Linked DNA regions of Macaca mulatta: region 1 is linked to region 2. The links are chromatin contacts, called in public Hi-C maps. All regions are on one chromosome and are shown on one strand. Each heading gives the region's core, a stretch centred on a gene start, on an enhancer-like site or on the middle of the called end of the contact. The rest is flanking DNA. Distances are from core to core; before and after follow the strand shown. Region 1 holds the start of KLHDC4 (kelch domain containing 4). Region 2 holds the start of MAP1LC3B (microtubule associated protein 1 light chain 3 beta).

The links. A called contact is a pair of places that touch in the nucleus more often than the background predicts.
Region 1: a Hi-C map of cortical neurons shows a contact between it and region 2, with 4 times the contacts expected there. The contact joins the promoter of KLHDC4 here to the promoter of MAP1LC3B in region 2. A contact is called at or near these places in 3 of 14 Hi-C or Micro-C datasets (cortical neurons, fetal cortex germinal zone and fetal cortical plate).

What each region holds. Positions count from the first base shown.
Region 1 is chr20:83,152,831-83,156,368 of T2T-MMU8v2.0, reverse strand. It overlaps KLHDC4 (kelch domain containing 4), which reads left to right and starts at 2,120. Exons shown (of 11, transcript XM_077986645.1): 1 at 2,120-2,314.
Region 2 is chr20:82,761,800-82,765,335 of T2T-MMU8v2.0, reverse strand. MAP1LC3B (microtubule associated protein 1 light chain 3 beta) reads right to left here and starts at 1,444. Exons shown (of 4, transcript NM_001193625.1): 1 at 1,306-1,444. The coding sequence starts at 1,345.

The sequences.
Region 1 (3,538 bases), core at 871-3,370, 390 kb before region 2:
TTTTTGTATTTTTGTAGAGATGGGGTTTCACCATGTTGGCCAGGCTGGTCTTGAACTCCTGACCTTGTGATCTGCCTAACTTGGCCTCCCAAAGTGCTGGGATTACAGGCGTGAGCCCCTGCACCCAGCCGAGTTAACTTCTTCTTCTTCTTTTTTTTTTTTTTTTGAGACAAAGTTTTGCACTGTCGCCCAGGCTGGAGCGCAGTGGCGCGATCTCGGCTCACTGCAACTTCTGCCACCTGGGTTCAAGTGATTTTGCCTCAGCCTCCTGAATAGCTGAGACTACAGGTGTGTGCCACCACACCTGGCTAATTTTTTTTTTTTTTTTTGTATTTTTAGTAGAGACAGTGTTTCACCATATTAGTCAGGCTAGTCTTGAATTCCTGACCTCGTGATCAGCCCGCTTCGGCCTCCCAAAGTGCTGGGATTACAGGCATGAACCACCGTCCTCGGCCTAAGACAATTTATTAAAGGCTGAGTCACACACAAAGTAATAAACTAGATTATTTCCTGATTTATGCTTTCCCGTTGCCAAATTTTGGCTTGTCCTTGTCCTTAATTTGCCTTATTCCTTGATTACCAGTCCAAAGATGACATCTTCTAAGGAATGATAAGCATTTTTACTCTGCTCTTTCAAATCATAACATTCCATACTCTGCAGATGATTTTGCCATTTCTTACATAATTTGAGGGAAATCCTAGAGTACAATTTCCTAGCAGGCATTTGGATCTTACCCATCTTTATTTCTCAGGCTCCACAAATTGAGTACCCTTGCAGGGTGCTATCATTAGCTCTAGCCTACCAATGAAGAAACAAAAGTCCTCCATGTTAGGATATTTGAGGACATGTCCTTAGCACCTAACGGTGTCTGGCACATTTTAAATGGGAAGGTGGAAGGGGCCATCTTTTTTCTTTTTTTTTTTAAGATGGAATTTCGCTCTTTTGCCCGGGCTGGAGTGAAGTGGCTTGATCTCAGCTCACTGCAACCTCTGCCCCCTGGGTTCAAGCGATTCTCCTGCCTCAGCCTCCCAAGTAGCTGGGATTACAGGTGCCCAACACCACGCCCGGCTAATTTTTGTATTTTTAGTAGAGACGGGGTTTCACCATGTTGGCTAGGCTGGTCTCGAACTTTCGACCTCGTCATCCACTCACCTCGACCTCCCAAAGTGCTAGGATTACAGGCATGAGCCACCGCGCTCAGCCGGGACTGTCTGTCTTAGGGTCTGCAAACTGTTGTAACTGTATTAATTTTTTTTCTAGGAAATGAGGCCACAGCACTCATTTGATTTGTCCAAGGGGAAAAAATGGGGTTAGCTCAAGAGTCACCCACTTAGGCAGTTCTACACAGGGCTAAGCAACGTGCCTTCACAGGGGGCACGTGCACCCTGGGAAAGCTGAAAGAGCGAATTAGCCGGGCATGGTGGGCTCCTGTGGTCCCAGCTCCTCAGGACGCGGAGGTTGCAGTGAGCCGAGATCGCGCTACTGCACTCCAGCCTGCGCAACAGAGCAAGACCCTGTCTCTAAAAATAAAAATAAAATAAAACTCAGAGGGCACGTCTCCTAGGACACGGGGACAGGCTAGGTGGGGGCACAGGGCGTGAGAATGGCGAGCATGGCCCGAGTATGTCACGCCGGGGCTGCCATCTTTTCTGTTTTTTGAAACAGGATCTTGTTCTGTCGCTCAGGCTGGGGTGCAGTGGCGCATTGCTGCCTGGAACTCCTTGACTCAAGCGATCTTCCCGCCTCAGCTTCCCGAAGAGCTAGGACCACTGGCGCGAGACACTACGCCCGTTTAATGTTTGTTTTTTTTTTCTTTTGTAGAGATGGGGCGGGGCGGGGCGGGGCGGGGGTGGGGGGGTGGTTCTCGCTTTGTTGCCCAGGCTGGACTCGAACTCCAGGACTCAAGCGATCCGCCGGCCAACGCCTCCCAAAGCGCCAGGGTTACAGGCATCAGCCATTGCGCCCAGGCCGGGTCATCTTCTCCGAGGCCTTATGCAGAGTTCGAGACCCGCCAACCCGCTGCGGAAGACCGAGCTCCAAGACTGAACCCCGTAGGGCGCCCAGCCGCACCTCCACCGGAAGCGACTCGAACTCGAGGCCGGAAGTGACTCCATTTCTGTGCGTCGAGCTCCGCCCCACGAGCGCCCGGTTTCGGGCGGAGAGCGCGCCCCGTTTGGTACCTTGGTGTCCTATCGCGGCTTGGGACCCGACAAGATGGGCAAGAAGGGCAAGAAGGAGAAGAAGGGCCGCGGCGCGGAGAAGACGGCCGCCAAGATGGAGAAGAAGGTGTCTAAGCGCTCGCGGAAGGAGGAGGTGAGCGAGTCAGACTGGGCCTAGGGGCCCGACGTGGCGGCCGTGCAGCCTCGTCCGACTGCCAGCTCCGCCCGGGGTTGCGGGTCGCCGTGGGAGCTGCGCCGGCCCCGCGGGAGAGCTGGAGGCCGTAGAAACTGCCCCGGCGCCGCGTCCGGGCAGCCTGGACGGGGCCCGCCCCCTCCCGAGTCTCCACGTGTGTCTGGCCGCTTCCGGGAGAGCGACGGAGCTGCCTCCTTTAACGTGCTTGCTTTTCTTCGTGTGGTGTCACGGGCGTTTTTCTGCGTTTCCTCCCACTCCTCCCTCCCTCTAAAGGTAGGCTGGGTGGTGAGAAGAGGCAGGGGTTTGGCGTAGGACGACCTGAGGTTGAGCCTGGGGCTGCCTCTGCAAGATGTGTGGCCTGGGAGTAAGACTCTTAACTTTTCTGAACCTCACCCTTCTCGTTTTTCTAAAGAGGACAGATAGTCATCACAGCGGCCCTGAGGAGTAAGCAGCAGATGGTTAAGTGAAGAAGGCCCTGGAGCCACGGGGTATCCCGTAGCAGCTGATGGCAGCCATCACGGTTGTCTCCTTCCCTCTGGTCCTCAGCCCAGGGTCTGCAGGAGGATCCGTCCTGAACTTGGGGTTGAGTGTTCTGCGGCTGCTGCTCTTGGGTTCGCTAACCGGGGGCAGTTTTATGGCCTGCCGTGTACCAGGCACAGCTCCCTGGGCTTTAATCCTCACAACCAGGTCAATTCCCTAGCACTGATATTCCCATTTGACAGGAAGTCAGACCAACAGGTGAACCATGAAGTGATATGGAACTGGAGTGTGACCAGATGTCCTGAATCAGGAGCTCTTGACCACATTCCTTTGTCCCTTTTGTTCCTGCGTCATTGATCTCTCCATGTCCTCATCTCTTAAATAATGGAGTTGGACTTTTCCCCTCACACTCCTCTTAGGCTCTGACTTTTTTTTTTTTTTTTTTTTTTTTGACGGAGTCTTGCTCTATCGCCCAGGCTGGACTGCAGTAGCATGGCCTGCTGGCCAGGGTTGTGGCACAGGAAGTCAGTTCATCTGTGTGGCATCTTCAGAATGGTGCTTGGCGGAAAGTAAGCACTCAGTAACCAGCTGTTATCTGCTTTCTGCTTTTTTTTTTTTTTTTTTTTTTGAGAAGGAGTTTCATCTTGTTGCCCAGGCTGGAGTGCTGTGGCGCGATCTTGGCTCACTGCAGCCTCCGCCTCCCAG
Region 2 (3,536 bases), core at 195-2,694:
GAGCGAGACCCTGTCTCAAAAACAAAAGAAAGAAAGAAAATCTGCCTTAAATGCTGCTCTCAGGGCTCAATAAGCCTAGACACTAGTAAGAGTTCATTAAGGTCACTAACAAGAAAACTTCTAACAAAAAAGGCACGTCTAAGTCTTGCTAACCAACGGACTGCCTCAAGAGGCTGTTGGAAAAGATACGCTTGGCAAGCCAAGGCCCATTTTCATTTACTGAAGTTTCTCAGGCACAAGAAATAAAATAACGGTCAATAACGAGACGTGCAAAACTATATCCAAACTCAAATACACGCTAAGCTCTTTCTAGACTCCGGGAAACGAGGCAAAAGCAGACAAACAGCACCACTGTGTGGGCTCCCGACGAGGATGGCGGCAGACATTCGCCGTCCGCTGGGACGAACGCGGTGCCTCCCTACCAAACCGGTGCCTGGAGCTTAGGCAAAAACAGATATCCGGATCTGCTGCGTTCTCTGGCTCAAAAGGGAAAGAATCACTTCGCATCATCTGCGTGGAGTAAATACTGTGATGGTGACACCTGCACGTTTAACCAAATGCCAGGACACCTCAGTTGGGTTTCCAGTCTGAACTGGCGGAAAAGGGATGTATTCCTGGTGTCAAGGTGAGAACGGAAACGCAAACCCAAGAGAAGTCTCCCACCCCAGCTCCCGGGCTACACACACAACTGTCAACACCGCCGTGGGCCGTCCCGGGCGCGGCGGGGCCGGGGGCCCGGCACGTTCCCCCGCTCTCGACGGAGGCTCTGGGGTCTGTAAGGGGCACTCGCAGCCGGGCGGGCTCCCTCGACGGGAAAACTAGCCCTGAAGGTGACGCGCCGGGTCCCGGCGCAGCCCGGCTTCAGAGCCGAACTGCCCAGCGTGGCCCCGGGGGCCCTTGGGCCCCAGAAGCGCGACCCTCGCCCGGCAGCACGTTCGAGGGGGCGGCGGTGGCCGGGGTGCGGCAGGGAGCCCGCCGCGGAGGGCGCCGGGTGATTCAGCAGGCCCGGGGGCCCCGAGCGCACCGGTCCCCGCCCGCCCGCCGCGGGCTGCCTCCTCCTAGGCCTCCGAGGGGTCCGCAGGCCGCCACGGCCCAGACCAGCCCCTGGCCCTCCCGGCTCGGCCCCGGCCTGGGTCCCTCACAGTGCCCCGGGCCCCGCGTCCCTCGGCCCCGCCGGCCGGCAGCCACCGGCCCCGCTCGGCCTCCCGGCTCGGCCCCGGCCCCTCACGGCGTCCCAGGCCCTGCCGCCCTCCACAGCTCGGACCCCGGACCCGCCGCACCCGGCGCCCTCGCGGCGACACTCACCGAAGGTGCGGCGCTGCTTGAAAGTCTTCTCCGACGGCATGGTGCGGGGATCTGGGCGGCGGCGGCGACGACGCGAGGGTCCCGGCGGCTCCTGGGGGCGGCGGCGGCTGCGGCGGAGAATCTGACTCTGGCGACAGCTACTTCCCTTGTGTCTTCTCAGCCCGCAGCCTCGTCAGGTGACTCGCAGCGCGTCACCGAGGGGCGGGGCCAGAGCCGGCCAGGGCCGCCGCCATGGCGGGCGTGGCGGAACACAGGAAAGGCACGCAGCGTGGGGGCGGGGTAGGTGTGTGCGCATGCGCGATGAGTGAAACGGGCGCTCTGCGCATGCTCCCGGTGGTGCACTTGCCCCGCCCAGCAATGCTGAGCGCCTGAGGCGCCTGAGGTGACGGTTGTGGGCCGGGCCGCAGCCCCGGGCTGTGGGCGCTCGGGAGCCTGCTCCCCGGCCCTGAGGAGAGGGCAGCGCGGGGCGGGGGAGGCTGAGCCACGGGCGTGGTGTCCCGGGTCGCTCTTGAGGGAGCGGTCCAAGGAAGGGACATGGGGTAAACTCGACCATCCCTTCCCCTCCGGAGAGAGACTTGGCGGTGCGGGCCCAGACGCCGGCACCCCGGGCTGAGGCGCGCAGGGCAGGCCGCGTCCTCTTCGGGAGGCAGGGTCGCCGCTCGCCCGTGGAGCCCCGGCCCCCTCCGCTTGCGGGGCGCGTGCGGTCCGTGGGTGGCTTCCGGGGAGCGGCCGCTGGTGACCTCCGCCCGCAGTCACTCGACGCCCAGCCTTGGGGCGTCTACGGAACTGCTTTTGTCCCGAGGCCTTCATCCTGGGACGCTCCTGCTGGCTGTGAGATCTTCCTCCCGTTAGGTCGCCCGCAGCGACGGCCAGGCTGCCCCACGTCGCTAGCCGCCCTGTCCACCCCTCAGCCTCCCAGCCACTAAACTCGCGGGACACCTTACACTCGTGACAGTTTTTGAGTCTCGGACTCATCTGTAACAGGGCAGTCAGATTTGAGGACTCCAAATGGGCCGCAGGGCGTCAGTCACCATGCGGTATTTGGTTGCTATTGCCCACCTCAGCCTATGGCCAACGTGTCTCTGTAGGAACAGCACTAGATCCTTTGGGGTTTTTTTTTTGAGACAGGGTCTTGCTCTGTTGCCCAGCCTGGAATGCAGTGGCGCGATCATAGCTCGTGGTGGCCTCGACCTCCTGGGCTCAAGGGATCCTCCTGCCTCAGCCTCCCCAGAAGCTGGGAGTAGAGCCGCCATCTCGCTTTGTTGCCCAGGCTGGTCTTGAACTCCTGGCCTCAAGCGACCCTCCCGCCTCGGCCTCCTTCAGAGTTGGGATTATAGGCGTGAGCCACTGCTCCCGGCTATTTGGCTGTTTTTGTTCTTTAGTATCTAGTACTTTAAAAGAGCCCATAGTTCCAGGATTTCTCCTTTTGACTTTGTAAAAGCCTTTCTTCTATCCCAATTGCATAAAGTGATTGGATTAGGCTGATACAATCTACACTGTGAACTTGAAACATGCAAAACATACGAAAATAGCCGGGGGCGGTGGCTCTCGCCTGTAATCCCAGCTCTTACGGAGGCAGAGGCTGGAGGATCTCTTGAGCCCAAGAGTTCGAGACCTGCCTGGGCAACATAGCAAGACCCGGTTCTCCACACACACAAAAAAGTATGAAAATATATTTCTTGCGCCGTGCGGTGTGTCACACCTGTAATTCCAGCATTTGGGGAGGCAAAGGCAGGAGGATCACGAGGTCAAGAGTTAGAGACCAGCCTGGTCAACATGGTGAAACCCCATCTCTACTAAAAATACAAAAATTAGCAGGGTGTGATGGCGGACGCCTGTAATCCTAGCTACTCCGGAGGCTGAGGCAGGAGAATCGCTTGAAACCGGAAGGCGGAGGTTGCAGTCAACCGAGATCGTGCCATTGCACTCCAGCCTGGGGAAAAGAGCAAAACTCCGTCTCAAAAAAAAGAAAAAAGAAAAAAAAAAGAAATATATTTCTTAAAGTGGTTTTATACAGCTGGGATTTCTTCTAGAGAAGCCAAGTACTGTCATAGATCCTTGGATAATTAATTACTCCCACCATCAGAAGAATGATGTTATTTGTAGTTCTTTATTCTTCCACTGTTTGTTTATTTTATTTTTTTATTTGTTTTTTGAGACAGAGTCTTGCACGGTTGCCCAGGCTGGAGTGCAGTGGCGTGATCTCAGCTCACTGCAACCTCTGCTTCCCG